4 separate regions of the Sus scrofa genome follow, and regions 1, 2 and 4 are each linked to region 3. The links are chromatin contacts, called in public Hi-C and HiChIP or PLAC-seq maps. All regions are on one chromosome and are shown on one strand. Each heading gives the region's core, a stretch centred on a gene start, on an enhancer-like site or on the middle of the called end of the contact. The rest is flanking DNA. Distances are from core to core; before and after follow the strand shown.

Region 1 (2,727 bases), core at 127-2,626, 400 kb before region 3:
CAAATTCAAATTCAATCTGCAGCTGCAGCAATGCCAGATCCTTAACTCACTGTACCACAGCGGGAACTCCCTCAAACCTTACTTCTTGACTCATCCAGTCTACTGCCTCTGTAAATACTTCTAAGGCCCAGCCAAGCTCCAAAGGACTCAGACTTTATGAGACAAAGAAAGAGAAAGAGAATAAGAGTAATTATAAATGCATGAGCTCCCATTCAACAAACCACCACTCTGGCCTTGGCCCTGCACCCTCTTCAGGAATCACTAACGAGACACCCTGCCTTGCCAGTGATGCTCAGCTGCTGTCTCTGTCAGGGAGCCCGTCCTGTTCTGATTTACATCTGCATCGGCAGATGCCTGCTCAGGCAACGGCGAGGCAAGGCAGATCACAGGCGGCCAGCCGAGGGCCTGGCAGAGGCTCAGAGGAAGCCCGCCGCTGACAGCAGCTGTCAGCTCCTCCCTGCCTGCACAACCCACCGTGGGGCTCAGGGGGTCCTGGACAAAGTCTGGATTGTCCTCAGCTCACCCCCATTTCCACGAAAGGGAGGTTTCAGCAGGAAACTCAGTAGCCCCTGGCAGAAATGGAAGACTGACTCTGGGTCCAAAACTGCCCTGACAAAGGCAGGCAGGGTGACTCCAGCCCACTGCACGCTTGAATCCACCTCTCTTCAAGGACCTGATTGTCACAGTTCTGGATTTCACAGATCAGCAAAATAAAACATTTTTAAAAAAACCAAACGGGAGTGGAGGAAGGACAAACACAATGACCATTTTTTTTCTTTTTAACCAGCAAGGTCATGAGCAAATCTTGCAATAACCTCTACCCACTATTGCCCTAAATGAAAAGCTTCATTGGCATCCATGATGCAAGCAGGACATGGCCCCGGGCCAATATTTGGGGATCGTGTCAGAACTAGAGGGAAACCAAGAGAGGTCCCAGTGTCACCAGGTTGCGACACTCTCGGAACAAAGACCCAATCTTCAGATGCATAACATCTGGGGCACAGCGGGAAGTCCACAGAGCTTGACTCAATGACTAGTTCTCACATTCTACAGAAGAGAAAACTGAGGCCCAAGGAGGTGATCTGAGACTTGCAAAAGTCACATCGTTCACTTAGGACCAGACTGGTCTGGAATCCAATTCTCATGCCCCTAGGCCTGCCCTCTTTCAAGGATAGTTGAATTACTGAGGCGGGGTGCTATAGGGTCCCACCCTGCTAAACTCATCAGGGATCAGTTTCTGGAGAGACCTCAAGAGACGGGCTCAGGACACTGAACGCCCACACCTGCTTCCCCATGGCCAGAACTTCCCAAGCCTAGGATAGAAACACCGCACCACGCATCATGCCTGTGCCTCCCAACCTGCCCAGGCAGGGCTTAGGGCTGCTCACTGGTCCCAGAGGATGAAGGATCCGGCAGCAGCACAGGCCTGCTGTCCATGGGGGCTGGTCCAGACTCTCCCATGTAACAATGTCACAAAAGGAGCTGCAGGGCCAGAGCCTCTCTGTTCAGCCAGAACTCAGCTCATCTGATCTGCAGCATCTCTCAGGCTGTGGCAAAAGCTCCAGCCAGAGCTGCGAGGATTCAGGGTCTCTCTTTCAGATCTCTGTGGTGGCCCAAATGAGCCACAGCCGTCCCCTCCATCCTCTGCTTGCCTCCACTCCCTGCTCCAGGACCCTGCCAGTGTGTGCCAGAGACAACCCACAGAGCCAGAAGCAGGAGCCTTCTGCTCTTCTGCAAAATTAGCATCCCTGCTTTGTAAACTCAAAACATAGCTCGCTGTGAAAAATTCAAATGATGAGAGATGGACAAAGGCAATGTAAAAATTATCCCAAATGACTGCCACCCAGGGAAATCCACTGTGGCCATTTTAGTAAACATGCTCCAGAAGCACGGTCTCTCCAACTACAGTGTACAAACAGATGGCCTAGGACCTCATTAAAATGCTTTAGGTCAAAAATGGAGCTTAGGATTCCACATTCCTAACAGGCTCAAGGGCGCAGTCCATGCTGCTGGGTCCAAACACCTCACTTCTAAGCAGCAAAGGACCATTGTTTGTTGCTCTACCCACAGGGCCCCCCAAAGTGCCTGGTACATAGGTCACTCAATAACTGCTACCTAAATTAATAAATAAAAGTCTGGAGTTCCTGTCGCGGCGCAGTGGTTAACGAATCCGACTAGGAACCATGAGGTTGCGGGTTCAGTCCCTGCCCTTGCTCAGTGGGTTAAGGATCCGGCGTTGCCGTGAGCTGTGGTGTAGGTTGCAGACGTGGCTCGGATCCCGCGTTGCTGTGGCTCTGGCGTAGGCCGGTGGCTATAGCTCCGATTGGACCCCTAGCCTGGGAACCTCCATATGCCGAGGGAGCGGCCCAAGAAATAGCAAAAAGACAAAAAAAATAAAAATAAAAATAAATAAATAAATAAAAGTCTGAGCATACAGTTTTACTTAAATACAATCATAAAATACTACGCTATTCCGAACCCTGCTTTTGCCACTTAAAAATATATACGTGACATCTTTTCATGTCAATGACCATAGGTCCACACCATGACTTTTAATGGGCAACAATAATTTTACTACATCTTGTGGACCCCTAGGTCCCATTATTGATGAACATCTGGGGTGTTTTCAATTAAAAAAGATGCACATCCAGATGCATACATGACTTTTCCCACTGGTACAGAATCTCTTTAAGGTTAATGGCTAGGTCAAAGGCTATGCATATTTCA
Region 2 (2,733 bases), core at 135-2,634, 290 kb before region 3:
AGCAGCAGCAGCGGCAGCTCAGATTTGCCCCTAGCCTGGGAATTCCCATATGCTGCAGGTGCAGCCCAAAAAAGAAATAAAAAAAGAGTATCAACAGCTGTACCCCATTTTACCTGGACAGCTAAAGCTCAAGAAGTAAGCAAGCAAGGACATGTGTCATCACCTCTGCAACCTGATCAAAAACAACTCATCAGCTTGGAGGGCACTGTGCTTAGTCAGATAAGACAGGTGAGAAAAATGAATCCTGTAGGATATCACTTACATGTGGAATCAAAAAACACAAGAAACCAGTGAATATAACATAAAAGAAGCTGATTCACAGATATAGGGAACAAACTAGTAGTTACCAGTGGAGGAAGGGCAATATAGGGATCGGGGAGTGGGAGGGACAAACTACTGGGTGTAAGACAGGCTCAAGGATGTGTTGCACAACACAGGGAATAGAACCAATATCTTGTAAGAACTATAAATGGAAAGCAACCTTTAAAAATTGTATAAAAAGAAAAAAAATTTACAAACAATTACCCATGCATTAAATATTCCCAGTGACGGAGTTCCCATCGCGGCTCAGTGGTTAACGAATCCAACTAGGAACCATGAGGTTGCGGGTTCGATCCCTGGCCTTGATTAGTGGGTTAAGGATCCGGTGTTGCCGTGAGCTGTGGTGTAGGTTGCAGACACGGCTCGGATCCCACGTTGCTGTGGCTCTGGTGTAGGCCGGCGGCGACAGCTCCGATTCGACCCCTAGCTTGGGAACCTCCATATGCTGCGGGAGCGGCCCAAGAAATGGCAAAAAGACAAAAAAAATAAAATAAAATCCCAATGACAAGGTATGCATGTCTGCCAAAGAGGCCTTGTGACACCCATGCAGCTCTGTTCCCATGAGGAAGGATCACAGCTCCGTCAGTATAGTTCACATTCGGGAACACACCCAAACCCCACTTGCGGAGAAGGGACTCCGCCCTGCCCAGCTCAGGGCAGAGGTAAACCATGCCATTTCCATCACGGGATCATTTAGGGGCCAAGAACAAGTTCTGCACAGCTCGGCTTCCCCAGAGTATAGCACAGTGCATGGCAGAGGCGGCGCCGCACTGGGGAAGAGCCAAGTAGAGCTTGAGAAGAGTCAAGTGACCCGGAGACAAAAAGGACGAATATTCACAGGCCTGGGAAACTAGGGCGCCTCCCTGAGCCTCAGGCTAGGAAGAGGGCAGCTCATGATGTTGGATAAGGAGTCCTTCTCCCCTTGCACCCCGAGCCCCTCTCCTGGTACCGCCTTTTTTTCCCCGCAAATTCACACACAAAAGAAGACGGCAGACAACGTACGTCACTGGGCTGAAGAGAAGAGGAAGTAAAAAAACTCAAGGAAAGCTGGCCACCGAACAAAGGACAAGCACAGCTGGAAGGCAAAGGTTCTTAAAGGAATCCAAGGGATCCAAAGCCCAGCAGAGCCTAACTTGCAAAAGACTTCAGAGAAGAAAGGAGAAGATGAAAATTTCTCTAGAGCCAACTTGCGGCCACTACAGAAGATTCCCCCCCCACCCCACCCCCCGTGCCCCGCCACCCGCAGAAAGGACTCGGGTTCTAAAAGCCTTTGATGGGAAGGGGAACCAAGGGGAACAAAGACTGCTCTGTGGGGAGGAGGCAGGGGGACTTCCAGGGTTAAGATTTCGACACCCAACTCCCAAGGCAAACTTTCAGACAGCTTCTCCTCCAGCTGGCAGGACCCCTGAGCCTCCCAAGTTCAAAAGTTACTCAGGGAACCAGGTGGCTTTCGGTGTCACCTGCCTTTTACCTGCTTTCTCAACCTGTCTCCCTCTCTCAAGGGATCTACATCTACCATCTCTAACTTCACTGGCTTTCACAACGTCACAAGGGGGAAGCACAGGGAAAGGTCAATGCTGAGGGCATTTCTACCTAAGAACCTTCTTTCACACCAAACTTGCGAACTTGCGGGGCTGCAGGAACAGAAAGCAGAAACCTCTCAAAGACACTTTCAGGATGAGCAGTAAGAAAGCTCAAGAGGTGAGTTCCCTGGTGGCACAGCCAGTTAAGGATCTGGCACTGTCACTGCTGCGGCATGGATTTGATCCCCGGCCTGGGACCTTCCACACGGCTCAGGCCTTGGTTAAAAAAAAAAAAAAAATTCTCAAGATATATGGTGGAGGAGGGCACTCACACCAAGCCAGGGGCTCTCAACTGGTGACAACTGGTAACAGCTCAAGATGCTGTTGGTTGTCACACCTGGGGGAGGCAAGTAGGAGGAGGCTGCTACTGGCATCTAGGACCAGTGATGCTGCTAAGGCTCCTAAAATGCACAGGACAGCCCCACCTCCCCCAACAAAGAACTCTCCAGCCCCAATGTCAAACTCCCCGAGGCTGACACACTTCCCTAGACTATCCCCAGCCCTGTAGCAGCTCCAGAAACCCTAACTATCCTACCTGAAATAAATATTTGTCATCCCTCTGACCAGGCAGTTACCATGTCACTAAAGTACACTTATCCTGGAAGCAACAGGAGGCATCAAGCAGATGATGCGAGAGGCTAGTGCTGGGTCCTGGGAGTACCTGGCTGCTCTCCCAGCAAACACTCTGAAGGGCGCTTCTCAGGAGCCAGGAGAGTAGATTCTTTCACAACAATGAAACAATGAAACAAAGACACACACACACACACACACACACACACACACACACAAATCGGCCATCTTAAAACCCTCCCCAGCTGTCAGGGAGAGG
Region 3 (2,831 bases), core at 319-2,818:
GAGGTTGCTGACTAGCCGGTCGAAGTTGGCTGTCAGGTAGTCGAAGAGGATCAAGTCGGTCCATTGCACCAGGTCCACCAGCTCCGCCTGGCTGCGGTTGGCCAGCTCGGCCCCCACGGCGCGCAGGGGCCGCAGATGGCCGTCTTCAGAGCGCCAGGGTGCGGGCACCACCACGTCAGTGAGGTTGGGCAGCCACCGAGTCAGGCTTACTACGCTGCCCTCGGTCCAGTGAGCGGCACGAAGCTCTTCCTGCACCTGAGCCCACTGCGCGCCCCGAGCTTCCACCCGAGCCAGTGCCAGCGGCGGCACGTGGCGCTGGAGGCCCAGCAGGCGTGCCAGGTAGTAAGACAGGGCCTCGCCCTGTATCTGCTCCGGGTTGATGCCGTAGCGCACGCAGGCGCGGGTGCCGTCGGCGAAGCGAGCCAGCCGGTTGGAGCTGCGCCCGCAACCCCCGCGCTCCAGGGCCACCACCCGGGCGCTGCGCGCCGCCTCCAGCCACGCCGCCGCCTGGGCCTCGGAGAAGCCCGGGGGCACCTGCTCCTCCAGGCCGCGGCTCCAGAAGACGCCCCCGTGCACCGCGGCGCGTTCCTCCGGCCAGGACCGTCCGGTTGGCACGTGCCGCCTGCGCTCACCCGGGGGCTGCCCGGGCGGGCCGTCAGAGCTCGCCGCCAAGGTGAGCAGAACCCGGAAAGTTTTCAGGGAGCCGCCGCGGGCGTCCCGCGCCAGGGGCGGGGGCAGAGGGAAGCGAGGCGCTGGCTCCCGGCCTCCGCTCCGGGCCGGGCGCCGAGGGAGTCGGTCTTTGGGCGTCTGAGAGGCGGGCAGCTCGGTCCGCGGCGGCAGGAGCCCGCCCCACAGCGCTAGCAGCGAGCCCAGCGCCAGTAGCCAGAGCCCCGCGGTGGCGGCGGCGCCCCGCATCCTCCAGCCCATGCTTCCCCGGCCGGGCCGGTGCCGCCGCCGCTTCAAGCCAAGCCCCGGCGCCCGGGTCTCGGCGGCGAGGCGGGCCCGGCAGCTCGTTGGCTCCGGGGCTCCGGGCGCCTCAGCTCCATCGCTGCAGCGGGGCGCTGCGAGACTAGCCGGCGCTCTGCCCGGCGCTGAGAACTAGCCTCGCTGCCGCTTCCCAGCTGCTTTTGTATTTCGCTGTGAGACCCTCCGGCGGGCGCGATTCACAGGCGCCCGGACCACGTGGGAGCGAGGGGGGATCCCCCTCCCCCTCCTCCTCCGCCGCTCCCCGCCCCCCTTCACTCCCCCGCCCCTTCCTCTTCTCTTCCCCTTAAAGCGGCGATGGCTCTTTCCAAGCGGGAGAAGCGGTCCCACACTCACTCAGGGACTTAGGGGCCAGGAGCAGGAAGCCGGGTTGGCGGCGCCCGCGTGGGGGCGTCGGAGCCGGCAGCACCGAGCTGAAGTCACGCGGGGTGGGAGCTACGCGCCTCTGGCTCTCGCGGGGGTTAGAGTGGTCGCGGAGTCCCTGCACTAGGGAAGCTCCCGTCCTCCAGCAAAGTTCAGACTAACCCCCACCGCTCTCTCCGCGCCGCCCGGCGTGGATTGGGGCGGGTCCCTTTGCCTTCTCCGTTGCAGACGGTGATTCACCCTGCCTTATGTAAATCCCTGGGAATCTCTCCGAGCCACAGAGGATATGACTCCAGCCCGGTTAGGAGAACCATCTGTAGCAAACAACTTTGAACCGACACCCCCTTTCCTGAGCGCGCTCACCACACTGGTCCCTGAGGGCTGTGCGCTTTGAGGTTGGTAGCTCCGCCTTTCCCGAGGGACTCACTGGGAATTAAACTTTGCTGTGCCCAAACACCTAGGCAGGTGTTCAACAAAGTATCTGTCCTCAGTTCTGGTCAGAGAGCAGTAAAATGCGGAGATGCGGTCCCCGTGCTTACGAAGCTCACATTCTAGGGAGATGTACCGGTTGCCCCAGAGAGCTTTGTTACCGAGGATCAGATCTGATGCAGGAGAAGGGGCTTCGGAGACCATTTCTCCAATGAAATGGTCCTCTTTTGCCCAGGAGGAAACTGAGGCAGAGAAGGGATAGGCGAACTCAAGATCCCAGAGGTAGCAAGTGGAGAAACTAAAATTCAAACTGAGGTCTCTGGGCAGCATGCCACTTGATTTTCCCTCTAGGGAGAAAGTTCACTATCTTTATCAAGTTGTTAGCATTCTCCTTTTTTAAAAGACCATTGTCATTTAGCTAGTCACTATATTCCTCAAATAGGATTTTCAATTCAACAAATGAAAAAAAAAATCCACCATATTGCATTTGACTTCATAGTTTAATGGTTTAAGGGAAGAAGTGGTTGGAGGAGGGGGTGGAGGAGCAAAAAAGTAAAGAATAAAAAAACAAAACAAAACAAACCATATTGTCTTCCAGCCACTTTTGCATTCAGTCCTCCTAGAGAGCTCTTGGATAAGAATCGGCTCTCCCTCTCACTTCCCTGAATGAGCCTGTGTCCCAGATCCAAATCAAGATTCTCAGGTAAGACACAAGTTTGGGGGGGATGGGGGTGGAATCCACCTCTGAAAGCAGGAGTTTGAAATCTGTTTCCTTTCATGTGTTTCTTTTCTTTCTTTTTATCCCCCATCAGATACAAATGGGGGTTTTCACTGCAACAGCTCATGACCTGGCCTTGATTATATTTATGCTCCAAAGAATGAATATTCTAGAGTTAGAGGGCAGATACTCTAAAGTTTGTGACTAAGAGGGTCCAAGGACCACACCTGGGGCCTTCCAGTGCTGATCCAGTGTAGTGTCAAGTGTTTCCATAGTGACTGAAGTGTTGGGTCTTTGCTGAATCTCTTCTGCACCCCACGGTGGCAGTACCATGCCA
Region 4 (2,845 bases), core at 72-2,571, 350 kb before region 3:
GTGGGAGGCATGAAGTGAGTGGGTGGATAGAAATACGGATGGATGCTTCCTTGTGCTACAATACTATGAAAAGCCTTTCACCCAACAGTCTGTGGATTATTCTTGCAAGTTAAAATTACTCCTCAATCATGTGGATAGTCCAGCTGGAGATTTATGGATGAAAACATGTTTCTTCATGCTCAGATGAGAATCTGATCTCAACTCGAGTATCTGAAAAATGGGGATGTGAGGACTCTGTCTCGGACATCAGCTGACACAAGTGCCCATGAGACAAATCCGACATCCTGTGTAGACCCTCCTCTCAGAGTCGGCTCACAAGAAACCAAATATATATATTAATGGCTGCACCTGCGGCATATGGAAGTTCCCAGGCTAGGGGAATTGGAGCTACAGCTGCCGGCCTACAGCACAGCCACAGCAACACCTGATCCGAGCAGCGTCTGAGACCTACACCACAGCTCACAGCAATGCCAGATCCTTCACCCACTGAGCGAGGCCAGGGATCAAACCTGCATCCTCATGGATACTAGTCAGGTTCTTAACCCACTGAGCCACAAAGGCAACTCCTTTTATTCGTATTATTATTATTCTCTCTCCTGAGAAGTCCGTGGACCCTGGCATTTTCTTTTCTTTTGCTTTTTAAGGCTGCACCTGAGGCATATGGAAATTCCCAAGTGAGGGGTCCAGTTGGAGCTGCAGCTGCCAGCCTACGCCACAGCCACAGCAACGCGAGATCCAAGCCACATCTGCGACCTATACCACAGCTCTCAGCAATGCTGGATTCTTAACCCACTGATCCAGGCCAGGGATCAAACCCGCATCCTCATGGTTACTAGTCAGGTTCGTTACTGCTGAGCCACCCTGGCATTTTCTAAGAGCAATCTTCACTTCCGGCATCACTTGAGCTTAAGCCAATAACTCTTCAAGACTCAGAGTAAGAATTCAGATGTAGCTCAGTACTTTGGAGTGTCACCTGGGCAGGTAAGAGCTGGTCTCCAGAACTCTTGGGCCTGAGGACTCTGTCTCGGACATCAGCTGACACAAGTGCCCATGAGACAAATCCAACATCCTGTGTAGACCCTCCTCTCAGAGTCGGCTCACAAGAAACCAAGGTTGGACACGTGTTCCTGGGGGCAGGGGGAGAACCAGGCTCAGGTGCAGCCAGTCGCTGAAATGCCCGAGAGCGTCAGGCCTCACTGCATCTGCTCTGCGTTGCGTTGGAGGCGGCCTCAGTCCAGCCTCCGGCTTCCGGCCACAGGCAGGCCGATTCCCAGCTCCCGGCAGTGTATCCCAAACTGTCAGCACCCCACACACGCGGCCTTTGTTTGTTTCTTTCTGTATCCAGGGAGCAGGGACAGCTGCGCCAAAGGCAGTGGCACGAGGGGCTGGGACGCCTGTCCAGAGCAGGCCCACAGCAAGCTCTCTGCCCCTGGAGGCAGCAAGGGTGGCCTGGAAGACTGCAGGGGTCCAAAGGGGCTCCATGCCTGCCATCCACAGCCACGGGACACTGGGACCCCGCCTCACTTACTCCCAGCCCTGGGCTCCTTTGAACAAACAAGCCAGTTTGTTGTTCAGTACAGATGGTGGGCCTGGAAGGAAGGCACTGGCTCCACATGAACCTGCCAAGAGAGTTTCGGGAGTGGCCCTGACCTAGGGGATGCCAGCGGCATAAAGAAACATGATGAACCAGAACTGCCAACACAGCTCCAGAGACTCTCCCTCTGTCTCTTCTTTTGTTGATCACGTGCCTTCATGCTAAAGACACAAGAGACCACAGTCTTTAAATGACAAAAGGGACTCAGCTTCTCACCGAACATAAACAGTAATCAGCAAGCCCTGCCTGGCATTGCTCCCTTTCCAGGGCACATCACCACCCACCCGGGCTGCACCAATGATAATGCATTCACAGACAGACGGGACTCTCCAGCCAAGAGGAGAATTTACACCTAATTAAATAAAAACAAAACAGAAAACCAAAGCCTTTAACCAGTGCCAAAAAGAAGATGGACTACTTGCTCTTTTATGGAGCTTCATGGTCAGGAACGCCAATCAAGATGATTTTTTTTTTTTTCTACATGCTATCTTTCAAAATGATCCCTGCCCCATTCAGTAGGTTAAGGATTTGGCACTGCTACGAGCTGTGGTGTAAGTTGAAGACACGGCTCAGGTCAGGCGTGGCTGTGGCTGTGGCCAGAACTGCAGCTCCAATTCAACCCCTAGCCAGAGAAAAGAACTCCTTAAAAGCCAATAAGAAAGTCGCAAACTGGAGTTCCCGTCGTGGCACAGTGGTTAACGAATCCGACTAGGAACCATGAGGTTGCGGGTTCGGTCCCTGCCCTTGCTCAGTGGGTTAGGAATCCGGCATTGCCGTGAGCTGTGGTGTAGGTTGAAGACGCAGCCCGGATCCCGCGTTGCTGAGGTTCTGGTGTAGGCCGGCAGCTACAGCTCCAATTCAACCCCTAGCCTGGGAACCTCCATATGCCGCGGGAGCGGCCCAAGAAATAGCAAAAAGACAAAAAAAAAAAAAAAAGAAAGAAAGTCGCAAACCAACCAAGAGAAAACACGGAGAGAGGAAATAAGCAAGCGTGTCACAAAAAATGCAGATGGGACAAGTAAAAAGACGCACAACCTCACTGGTAGTTAAATGATTCAAGTGGGAGGGCCGTTTCTTAAAAACAGTCTGATCAAAGTTAACCGGATGGATGATACTGAGAGCTGGCATGCATGTGAGGACACTGGCACTTTCATGCCACTGGTGGGAGCAGACATTGGTACCAGCCCTCTGGGGCCATCTAGTAGAGCCCAGCACTATTTATCGCAAGCTGACCTTTGGATTTAGTGCTTC

The links. Hi-C and Micro-C count contacts between places; a contact is called where the count stands out from the background. HiChIP or PLAC-seq counts read pairs in DNA pulled down with a chosen protein or histone mark.
Region 1: a Hi-C map of brain shows a contact between it and region 3, with 9 times the contacts expected there. The contact joins the enhancer-like site here to the promoter of FJX1 in region 3. A contact is called at or near these places in 1 of 5 promoter capture datasets (liver), 20 of 47 Hi-C or Micro-C datasets (alveolar macrophages, brain, embryonic fibroblasts and 12 more) and 2 of 2 datasets of contacts at active chromatin or transcription factors (alveolar macrophages and skeletal muscle).
Region 2: an H3K27ac HiChIP or PLAC-seq map of alveolar macrophages shows a contact between it and region 3. The contact joins the enhancer-like site here to the promoter of FJX1 in region 3. A contact is called at or near these places in 6 of 47 Hi-C or Micro-C datasets (alveolar macrophages, embryonic fibroblasts, fetal heart ventricle and 2 more) and 2 of 2 datasets of contacts at active chromatin or transcription factors (alveolar macrophages and skeletal muscle).
Region 4: an H3K27ac HiChIP or PLAC-seq map of skeletal muscle shows a contact between it and region 3. The contact joins the enhancer-like site here to the promoter of FJX1 in region 3. A contact is called at or near these places in 1 of 5 promoter capture datasets (liver), 3 of 47 Hi-C or Micro-C datasets (embryonic fibroblasts, epiblast stem cells and mesenchymal stem cells) and 2 of 2 datasets of contacts at active chromatin or transcription factors (alveolar macrophages and skeletal muscle).

The regions. Positions count from the first base shown.
Region 1 is chr2:25,017,880-25,020,606 of Sscrofa11.1, forward strand. All of the region lies in intron 2 of LDLRAD3 (low-density lipoprotein receptor class A domain-containing protein 3), which reads right to left. Among named protein-coding and RNA genes, the nearest start is that of LDLRAD3, 140 kb to the right of the region's middle. Within about 2 kb of position 1,377, at least 8 of the 83 cell types and tissues checked have an H3K27ac peak or open chromatin away from gene starts, as enhancers often do. A contact at or near this core is called in brain, where this site is marked.
Region 2 is chr2:25,132,242-25,134,974 of Sscrofa11.1, forward strand. The region is part of intron 1 of LDLRAD3 (low-density lipoprotein receptor class A domain-containing protein 3); the gene reads right to left. Among named protein-coding and RNA genes, the nearest start is that of LDLRAD3, 22 kb to the right of the region's middle. Within about 2 kb of position 1,385, at least 20 of the 83 cell types and tissues checked have an H3K27ac peak or open chromatin away from gene starts, as enhancers often do. A contact at or near this core is called in alveolar macrophages and subcutaneous adipose tissue, where this site is marked.
Region 3 is chr2:25,421,981-25,424,811 of Sscrofa11.1, forward strand. FJX1 (four-jointed box protein 1) reads right to left here and starts at 1,569. Exons shown (of 1, transcript XM_003353898.4): 1 at 1-1,569. The coding sequence starts at 927. It also overlaps a transcript of PAMR1 not described here.
Region 4 is chr2:25,073,405-25,076,249 of Sscrofa11.1, forward strand. All of the region lies in intron 1 of LDLRAD3 (low-density lipoprotein receptor class A domain-containing protein 3), which reads right to left. Among named protein-coding and RNA genes, the nearest start is that of LDLRAD3, 80 kb to the right of the region's middle. Within about 2 kb of position 1,322, at least 24 of the 83 cell types and tissues checked have an H3K27ac peak or open chromatin away from gene starts, as enhancers often do. A contact at or near this core is called in epiblast stem cells and skeletal muscle, where this site is marked.